Regions from separate parts of the Mus musculus genome. Here region 2 is linked to region 1. A link is a contact called in public promoter capture Hi-C data. All regions are on one chromosome and are shown on one strand. Each heading gives the region's core, a stretch centred on a gene start, on an enhancer-like site or on the middle of the called end of the contact. The rest is flanking DNA. Distances are from core to core; before and after follow the strand shown.

Evidence for each region. Capture Hi-C pulls out chosen DNA fragments and counts their contacts.
Region 2: a promoter capture Hi-C map of pancreatic islet shows a contact between it and region 1. The contact joins the promoter of Morc2b here to the promoter of Zfp563 in region 1. A contact is called at or near these places in 2 of 39 promoter capture datasets (both in embryonic stem cells), 7 of 115 datasets of contacts at active chromatin or transcription factors (embryonic stem cells, epiblast stem cells and intestinal villus epithelium) and 3 of 9 other capture datasets (adipose tissue, liver and pancreatic islet).

What each region holds. Positions count from the first base shown.
Region 1 is chr17:33,087,019-33,091,463 of GRCm38.p6, forward strand. It overlaps Zfp563 (zinc finger protein 563), which reads left to right and starts at 2,349. Exons shown (of 4, transcript NM_001024950.2): 1 at 2,349-2,461. The coding sequence starts at 2,459.
Region 2 is chr17:33,137,639-33,142,083 of GRCm38.p6, forward strand. Morc2b (microrchidia 2B) reads right to left here and starts at 2,045. Exons shown (of 2, transcript NM_177719.4): 1 at 1,569-2,045; 2 at 1-1,184. The coding sequence starts at 1,158. It overlaps Gm52288 (a long non-coding RNA gene), which reads left to right and starts at 2,393. Exons shown (of 3, transcript XR_003952262.1): 1 at 2,393-2,454; 2 at 4,086-4,445.

The DNA of each region.
Region 1 (4,445 bases), core at 1,099-3,598:
GACCATTGTCACAGTGGATAAAACAAACAGGTGGGCAAGGTGGTGCATATCTATTCCCAGGATTTAGGAAGCAGAGGCAGGTGGTTCTCTGAGTTTGAGGCAAGCTGTTCCACAAAGGAACTCCCAGGACAGCCAAGGATACATAATAAGAGAGGAAAGGAAACAAAGATGCTAATCTTGGCATTCAACTCTCCTCACCCTCTCAGGTTCCGGATGCTGGAGAGGTTCTGGTCACAGATGGTGGAGAAAAGTCCACTAAAGTCTTTGTCTTGGAGAGGGAGACCAGTCAGGAATTTATTCACCTTAAATGTTTAAGTGAAAAATCTATTAATTTATCTAAAGCCTCGTTCCCTTGTCTGTCTGCCAGCCAAGGAGCTATCCAACTCCTAGTTCCAAAGCATCAGTGATGTCCTTAGGTCTTGAGTCAGGAATGCTGGAAGGGAATCTGGTTTCTTACCTTCCCCTAAGTGAGCCCCCTACTTTGAAGAGTATATGTAAGGGTGAAAATGAAAACTCCCACCCGGATGTCATTAACCTCTTGTGGTGAACAGCTTTGGACTTTACAGATCTAAATGCTCAACACATCCAATTTCAGCCCATTTCCTAAATAATATTAGGGCTACTGTTTAGAACTGGACAGCAGCAATAAAGGACTACTAGGAAAAAAAAAAAAAAACCTAGTTCCTCTGGTCAATGAAATAAAATCTCTGGCCTAACATTCCAAGCTATCTAAAATATAAAAGTTAATTCACTTGGGCCTGTCAATAACCTGACCAGGGGACCATACCTCTGAAAGTTAGGAACATTCCTAGGAAGGTGGGCTCACCTTAAGTTGTGCTAAAGACGTATGCAGAAAATTATCCCTTTAACAAGATGCTGTTTTTCCTAACCGAATTCCTACTCCCTAGTGTAGACCATATCAGCCTCTCTGAGGTTCAGATGGGTCAGCTCACCTTTCTGACCCATGAACTGAGACAGATATAACTTTTTTTAAAAAAATTTCAGATAGTGGTCATAACCTACTAAATACGTGTTTGTTACCATCTTGATAGGGTTTGTTTTCTCTGCCACTTAAAGAATTAAGAGTAAAAAAAAAAAAAAAAAAAAATCTCAGCGCAACAGGTAGCAACAGGGGAAATCTCAGACCCTGCAGGCAGAATCAACTAAAGAACAGCTCTTCCTAGTAGTAAAGAAACAAATGTACAAGAAGGTGGGGGTGGGGTGGGGGGTGGGGACACAGAAAGGCAGAGATCCGGAAACTTTGAAGAGTCTTTCTAACTTAGGGATGTTCAGTTTGAACAAAGACAGGAAAACTGATAGGCCCATCTTTTGGGGTAAATATATCTATTCCATGTTGCTGAACTTGCAGTGCCTGTTCCCAGGCAATGGTCCCTATCCCAGCAGATGCAGTGACTTACAACTTTGCTTCCCTGGGATTTTTTCTTTAAAATTTGAATAAAAATGCTTTAATTGGCAGAGCAAACGAACTGATTCCTGTGTCCCTAGAGAACCTTATGACTGCTACTATGTAACCGCACTTTTCATATTCATAACTGTTTTCTCTTGGTATATTCTCTTGGTATATTTCTCTTTTCTTGGCTGAAAAATGTATGGACTGAGTGAAAAGGAAGGGGAAAGCTTTTGCTATCATGCAGACTACATCATCTCAAGTTTCTCATGGGTGACATTAGACCAGTGGACCTGCCCTGGCTGGGTATCCCTTTATCTCTGTGGCAGGCCTAGGTACCCTTTCTCTAAGGTTCTGTCCATGGTACACTAACTAAATCTGACTTTAAATAAGCAGACTCCAGACTTAGTTTCCAGGGGGAAGTGGGAAAGCTCTTCTTTGGAAAAACCAAGTCTAAATTCTTTTTAAATGCAGTTATCAAGATGAGCGGATGCGGGGCGTGGTGGTGCACACCTTTAATCCTAGCACTTGGTAGACAGAGGCAGGCAGATTTCTGAGTTCGAGGCCAGTCTGGTCTACAAAGTGAGTTCCAGGACAGCCAGGGCTATACAGAGAAACCCTGTCTCGAAAAACAAAACAAAACAAAAAACAAAAAAAAAAAAGAAAAAAAAAAAGAAAAAAGAGTGGATTTCTGCCCGGGCCATGAGAGCTTTGGCTGCAATATGGCATGTGTGCCCCACTTATTAAATTAAGAGTTTACCACCAAGCTCTAATGTGTGTGTGTGTGGGGGGGGGGGGGGTGGGGGGGTTGGGGGGGGGGTGTCTGATCGCTTATCCAATTAGTACCACGGAGCACAGCACGAGCTATCCAATCAGAAGCGCCGATTGGTGAAGCGGACGTTCCTCACCGGCCTTCTCTTACTTGCCAGACTATTGTGGTGATAGAGTTCTGCCAGCTGAGGGAGTCACAGGTATCCGTTCAGGGTCCGTGTTGTGTGGCTGCCAACACCAGGATCATTCCTAAGGCCCCAGCAAGCCTTGGGCTCAGCTATGGTAAGTGTCCTTACGGCCAGCTGTCCAATCAGGAACGCCGGCAGAAAGCGGATATGCCTCACCCGCCATCTTTCTTCCTGGCACGGTCTGGTCAGCTGAGAGGGCAGCGGGTACGGTTAAGCCTCTTTGGCTCCGGGACAGCTGACCTCTGGAGCCTTCTTGAAACTACAAGAGGGCCCGGGAGCAGACGAGGCGAACGTCGGGGCAATGTAAGGGGCGCCGGGTGTTCCCCGGGTAGATGCCTCAGTCCTACATCCTCAGTCCTACATTGCTTTGGGTGCTGCGGGACTCAGGGTTTCTCTGCACTCTAGGTGGCAGGACCCCGGCGGGCAGCCCCATCTCTTGCAGAATCCTGTACTTCTGTCTCCTCAGCGAGACGCCTCCTGTAAAGTACAGGTAGATGGGCATGTTAACACATGACCACTACACCAGCCCATACGACATGATGACGAATTGAAGGCCAGTTAGGACATAGACCCTGTCTCAAAGAGGAAAAAAAAAAAGTAACTTGAAAATATGGTTTATTTACTTCACAAGTCCAGGTTACAGTCTATCGTCTATCGCTGCAGAAAAGAACTCTGCCCAACCATTCTAAAATATAATAAAGTATGCTTTGAGGAGAATAGCAAGTGATGACTAAGCCACCTTACCTGTAGAATGGGCTAGAAGGAAGCCTGGTGATATCCACGAAAGATGTGGGAAAATGACCTGAAAGGCAGTTTGCAGAGCTTCAAAGCTTTCCTTCCTGTATTTGCAAAAGCATGGGTTATTTTGTTCATGTTGTTTATGGTGATATATTTTTGTTTGTTTTATTTTAAGACAAAAAATCTCATTATGTAGCCCAGGCTGGACACAAAGTAACAGTCCTTCCTCAGCCTCCTAAGTGATAAGGTTATAGGAATACATCAACATGCCGTGCCCTTGATACAGAAGAATTTAATGTAGGGGAGGCAGATCAGGGTACTAAATAACCTTGAGGCTGACTAAGGCCACAGTAAATCTCTTTTCACCCTGTTGTGCTTAAATGAGTCAGTGTTTCCCTTCTGCCTACTGATGAGACGACAGAAAGAAATCTCAGTATACGGTTCTAATACTCCAGGTCCACAGAATAGAAAGAAGAGTAGATTTTTCCCCCCTGTATATTCCAAGAAATCTCTCCAGCACTCCTAAAGCCAAGGCAAAATTGTATGGTAGGAGCAGAGGTATCACAGACCCCACAAAGCAGAAAAAGCCCAGGGAAATTGAGGGAGTGAGGCTGCTGCAGTCTTTAACAGTAAAGTCCATGGAAGAAGGGTTACCCTTAAGACCTCACAGATAAAGAGTCACCTGCATACAGGATAGCTCTGTGGCAGTCACAAGGACAGTTGCTCAATACATGACAACTAAAGTATTTGCTTCATCTCCCAGAGGGTTTTAGACAACTCTACCCAAGTTTTGTGAGCTTTGAGCATGGCTAGTATCTTCTGGTCAAACTACTTACTTTCGGTATAGATTCTGGAGTTTCAGTTTAACAGGTGTTTGAAAACATTAAATGAAGTCTTCTAGACGTAAATATTTGTAACTTTAAATTGTGGGTAGATCTGAGTAACATCATGACATATGCAGCTCTGCTAGTGCATCATTCACCTCATATAATCTCATCATATAGCAGCTATGTGACTTCACATCAGCCCACGAAGAAAGGTGAGTGTGGTGCACCATGGCATTGAGACAGAAACTGACTCATTATATATTGCGATTATAGTTCGAGTTCACCATTATATGTTGTTGTAAATACCTTCTTGTGTCTAGTTAGCAAATTAACATTTCTCACATGTCTGTATAGGGAAAACCATAGTGGTTAGGCTAACTACTTGCCACTATTTTAGTCTTCCACTACAGGTCTTGAAACATACCTCCTTCAGATACTGATGAGTTCTGCGCTTCTTTTCTTCCTTTTTATACACACTTGTGGACATGTATTTTGATCTTTCCCACCTGCTGT
Region 2 (4,445 bases), core at 795-3,294, 50 kb after region 1:
GTTGTAGATAAACATGCCATCATGGTCACGGTGTTCAATGTTGACACCAAAAACAAAAGTCAGCTCCTTAGGTTCTTTGAGTGCTTGCTGCTTGGCGTCTCTGATCCTTTTCTTGACATCAGCTTCTCTTCGGAGAGTGATGGCTGTATTCTGGACCTGACGCAACATCACCCTGGAGTCCCGGGTGATGTCTCCACCCATGTGTATTTCTAATGTACGGGCTTTGCTCTCTGCTTCCCGGGCCTTCTCTTCCGCGAGCTGTGCTACCTGGTCTGCCTTCTTCACCTCTTGTTCTGCCCTGGTCTTAAAACGGTGTGACGTGAAGGTGTACTTCCTGGGTTTATACAGGCAGCAGCAGAGCTTTTTGGTCTGCACCTTGTGCCCGTGAATAAAAATCCTCATCCGAGGATCGATATACAGCACAGCAGCGTAGGCACAGAAGGAGTGCCGCTCTGGCTTCACGCCTTCTTGGGAGATCTCTGCCATCCGGATATCTTTTGGATTTGAGGTTACGTCTAGTTCGGGTTCTCCGTTGTCCGTGAGTTTGAGATTGAAAATGACGACCAGGGTTCCACTAGTCCCAGAAATCTTTGTAAACTGGGTCATCACTTCTTCCTCAGTGTGGAAGGGAGAATACTTGTAGATGAGCTCTGTCTCAATGGCAAACTTCTCCATGTTATCTGTGACAGGTTCTCGTGTCTGACTATTCCAAGTAGGCAAAGGGACTATCACCTCATCAATGCCTTCTTCCTCATGAAAGGTTCGAGACAGGAAGAGGCAACTCATGGTGTTTTCTTTCTTAGTGAAGAGGATAAAATCCTTCCCAATACGCATTGAGCCTGATTTTAGTCCATTCCCGTACCGCCCAATCTGTGTGGACTCTGGTGTTCGTTTGGCTGATTTCCCAAACTGGATCACATTGATGACATCGTTTGGATCCATTCCGACTCCATTATCCAGAAAACAAAGCATGAATCCTCCTTGAAGGTCCTCTCGCTTTTCAGCGTAAATATCTATCCGGGTGGCATCAGCATCCCTCGCATTATCAATCAGTTCAGCAAGAGCACCAAACAAAAATGCATGGGTAGTTGAATTTGTGTGTAGATAGTCAAAGGTTAGTTGAGCCCGGTTGAGAGTGCTGTAATTGGTAAACGCCATGACTCAAATGAAGCCTCCAGTCTTACCTAGTAACAGAGAAATATATGTATTGGGGCAGATTTTTAAAGGTTCTACTCAGTAAAGGGTAGTTTCTGCTTCTTACTGATAGATAAAAGAAGTTACTTAGTAACTATCCAAAATACAGAGATATCTGAAACCGAGATTTATTTTTTCCTTTCGTTCTAATTTTCAATGAATATGATGCAATTATTTGGGGTGGGTGGGTGAAGCCTCAACCTGCATTTCTAAAGAACGTTGAGTGTTTTTTTTTTTTTTTTTTTTTTAGTTCATTTCAGATGATCTGGTTTAAAAGTAGGTGGTCCTTAACAGCTCAACTTGATTGTTAACTGTTTTATCTGGACATTCTTTGAGCCATTTCATGTCCTAAATTTTCTAACGAGAAGACTTACCAGTGTGGAAATCGACGTCTACCAGGAAACTTAACTTTCATCTACATCTTCACTATTCTTTAATAGCTGTAGTACTAGAAGGTCCTTTCACAGCGTAGATAGTTGTACATCCGGTATCCCATTTGGCAACTGAAAAAAGGTCTTTGTGATTCCTTACCAGTCTTTCAAATTCAAACCCAGTTTAATGTTATGCCACAATCACCACAGGGTGCTCTGTGAAATGACCTCACAGTAGTCAACAGAAACTCCTCATAACAGACCCACCCAAATCTTACGTGGCTGGCTATGGTCCTACACCATTCCCTGTCCGACTTGGGATCCTGCAGCTACTTCCCCCTCTCCGGGAGGAGTGAGTCTCAGCTTGCAAGGCTGAGACCCAAGGTGTAGGACAGTTGCAACCGCACCACTAACCAGCTTGTGCGCACTGGCCGGCCACTGGCCACAACTCCCAGAAGCCCTTGTCCCTCTGTTTAGAATTCGGAATTCAACCGCCGCAGCGCGCTTGGAACCACGGGCCGCCTCCGCCTCCATGGAGCGTCACCTGACTGCTGAACTAGGTCACTCACTACATAGCTAAAGAGCAGAGCTCGACTGGATTGTAATAATGGGTGCTGGACCAAAGGATGGCAGGAGTAACAGCATGAATTTAGAGCTTGCTGCTTCTCTGCCATCGCTAAAGCTATCCCATTTTCTGCTTTTGTGTCGTTCATGCTCACAGCTCCAGGCCTTTTTTATTAGACACTTTTCCTGTTATCTAGTGACTATATGTCATTTGTGTGTGGATGCCTGCAGAAGCTGACTGATCCTCTGGAGTTGGAGTTACAGGCAGTTTGTCAGCCTCCGGACCTGGGTGCTGGGAATCGAAGGCGGTTCTCAAGAAAGAGCAGTAAGCCCTCTTAACCCTTGAGCCATCTCCCCAGACTCAAGCTGTAGTCCTTCTTAAATTCTTTGAGCAAGGTGCCAAGGACCTAATTAGCCTGGCACAGACACCATTAGTAACAGTGGAACCAAGGAACCTATTTTTGCTGCTTAGACATTTTAATGCACAACTGTTCTAGCACTTGGAGTGTGGATGCAGGAGGATCATAGATGATAAGAGTCCATCTTGGGCTATGTGAGACCACATTTCTCACCTCCCCAAGCCACCATTGTAGAGTAAAAGGGCCAGGGAAGGAACACCCTGACCTGTGATCTCAAGCTCAAAAGAAAAACATTGTGCCCCTGGCTTGACCTCAAGTTCAGAGGCTTGGAAATCACTATTACCACCCTTAGCTCAAGTTTATTGAACAAATGATATTTCCTAATCTTCCATACTTTCCCATCAAGCTCACGGAACATGCTCTAAAAACCCTATAAAAGTCTTCCTTTCTGTCCAGCCCTCTGCTGTCTCTTCCTGGTCAGTGGCAGACTAACCCCAGTAAATCTTTTGTATGAGGCTTGTTGCATGGTGTGACTGCATGATATTCATTGCCAATATGTTCTTGCAATAGGAAAACCATTGTCTCTTAGAACCCTCCCCTCTTCTCGCCAGGTATGGGAGCTGGGTTGTGAAGGGCTTATGGCTGGAATCTCATTTCAAAAGCACACCGTTTAAGAAACGGCTTTCCTCCTCTACTTCCTCCTCTTCCTTTTCTTCTTCCATATTTTTTGTTTTTGTTTTTGAGGCAGAGTTTCTCTGTCTAGCCCTGGCTGTCCTGGAACTCACTTTGTAGACCAAGCTGGCCTGGAACTCAGAAATCTGCCTGCCTCTGCTGGGATTAAAGGCGTGCTCCACCACGTCCTGCTCTTCCACATTTTGTTCTTCTTCCTCTTCTACCTCTTCTTCCTCCTCTTCCTCCTCCTCCTCCTCCTCCTTCTCCTCCTCCTCCTTCTCCTCCTTCAGAGCTTAGCCAGTGAGCTGCTATTTGGGTCCCAGGCTACCAAGCCTCTAGTTCAAGAGAACTGGGCTTTCAGGAGGCCCAGAAAAAACCTTCTAAAAACAGTTAGAATCACTTCCTTTTGTTGTTATTGTGCAGAGACCCTAAATTGCTCAGTAGATCTTTGTGTCCTATTGGGCTCAGAAGTTGAGCTAAGGAAGAGGTAACAGCACCACCGGGTTTGAGTATGAGTCATCTTGACAGTAGGAGCAGCTATGAATGTTTTCAAAGTTTTCTCATCTCTCCCAGATTAGGTATCTTGTCATTTGGAGACTGTGGATCCAAGATTTACAGCCAATCCGAGCATGGGGTCTGTCCAAGGTGTCCAAGGCAAAAGTGAGAAGGTGGCCTATGGTCTGTAACCTGTGGCTGCTGTTCTAGGTGTCAGGTTGTCTGCCACCTGTGTCTCACTTGGTCTGTGTCTTATAAGATCAGAGTAGATATGATTCAAAGACAGCTGCAGAACCACAGGCCACCACAGCATGGATGAGAACTCACAAAAACTGGGAACCTGGGCACACTATGTAGCCTGTGGGCAGCTCACCAGGTTGGAGAATACTCCTGCCTTCCACATGACTCTGTTGGTCTAAATCTCTTCCAGGTAGCACCACTAGTTTCCGCTCCTTCCTGGTGGCTGCCTAGCCTGGTATTAAAGTCTTCATTTTGGCTTGTCTGAGAATAATTCTCTGAGGTCTTATTGCTTAACTCCTGGGAAGCAGGGGCTTGGTGAATCTGAACAGCTTCATGGACTCCCTGGAGTTATTTGAGTTGCTTTGGGCTTAAGGAGCTTCCCTGCAGGATGGAACGTTTCAATCTAGGAGGAAACTGCTATACAAGAGGCAGGAGAATGCTAAGTTTGATACTACCTGAGCCACAAAGTAAGCACAAGAAACCAGCTTCATCTTCATAGCGAAACTCTATTGAACAAGACAAAACAAAATGGCTGAGTGTGTTGACACAT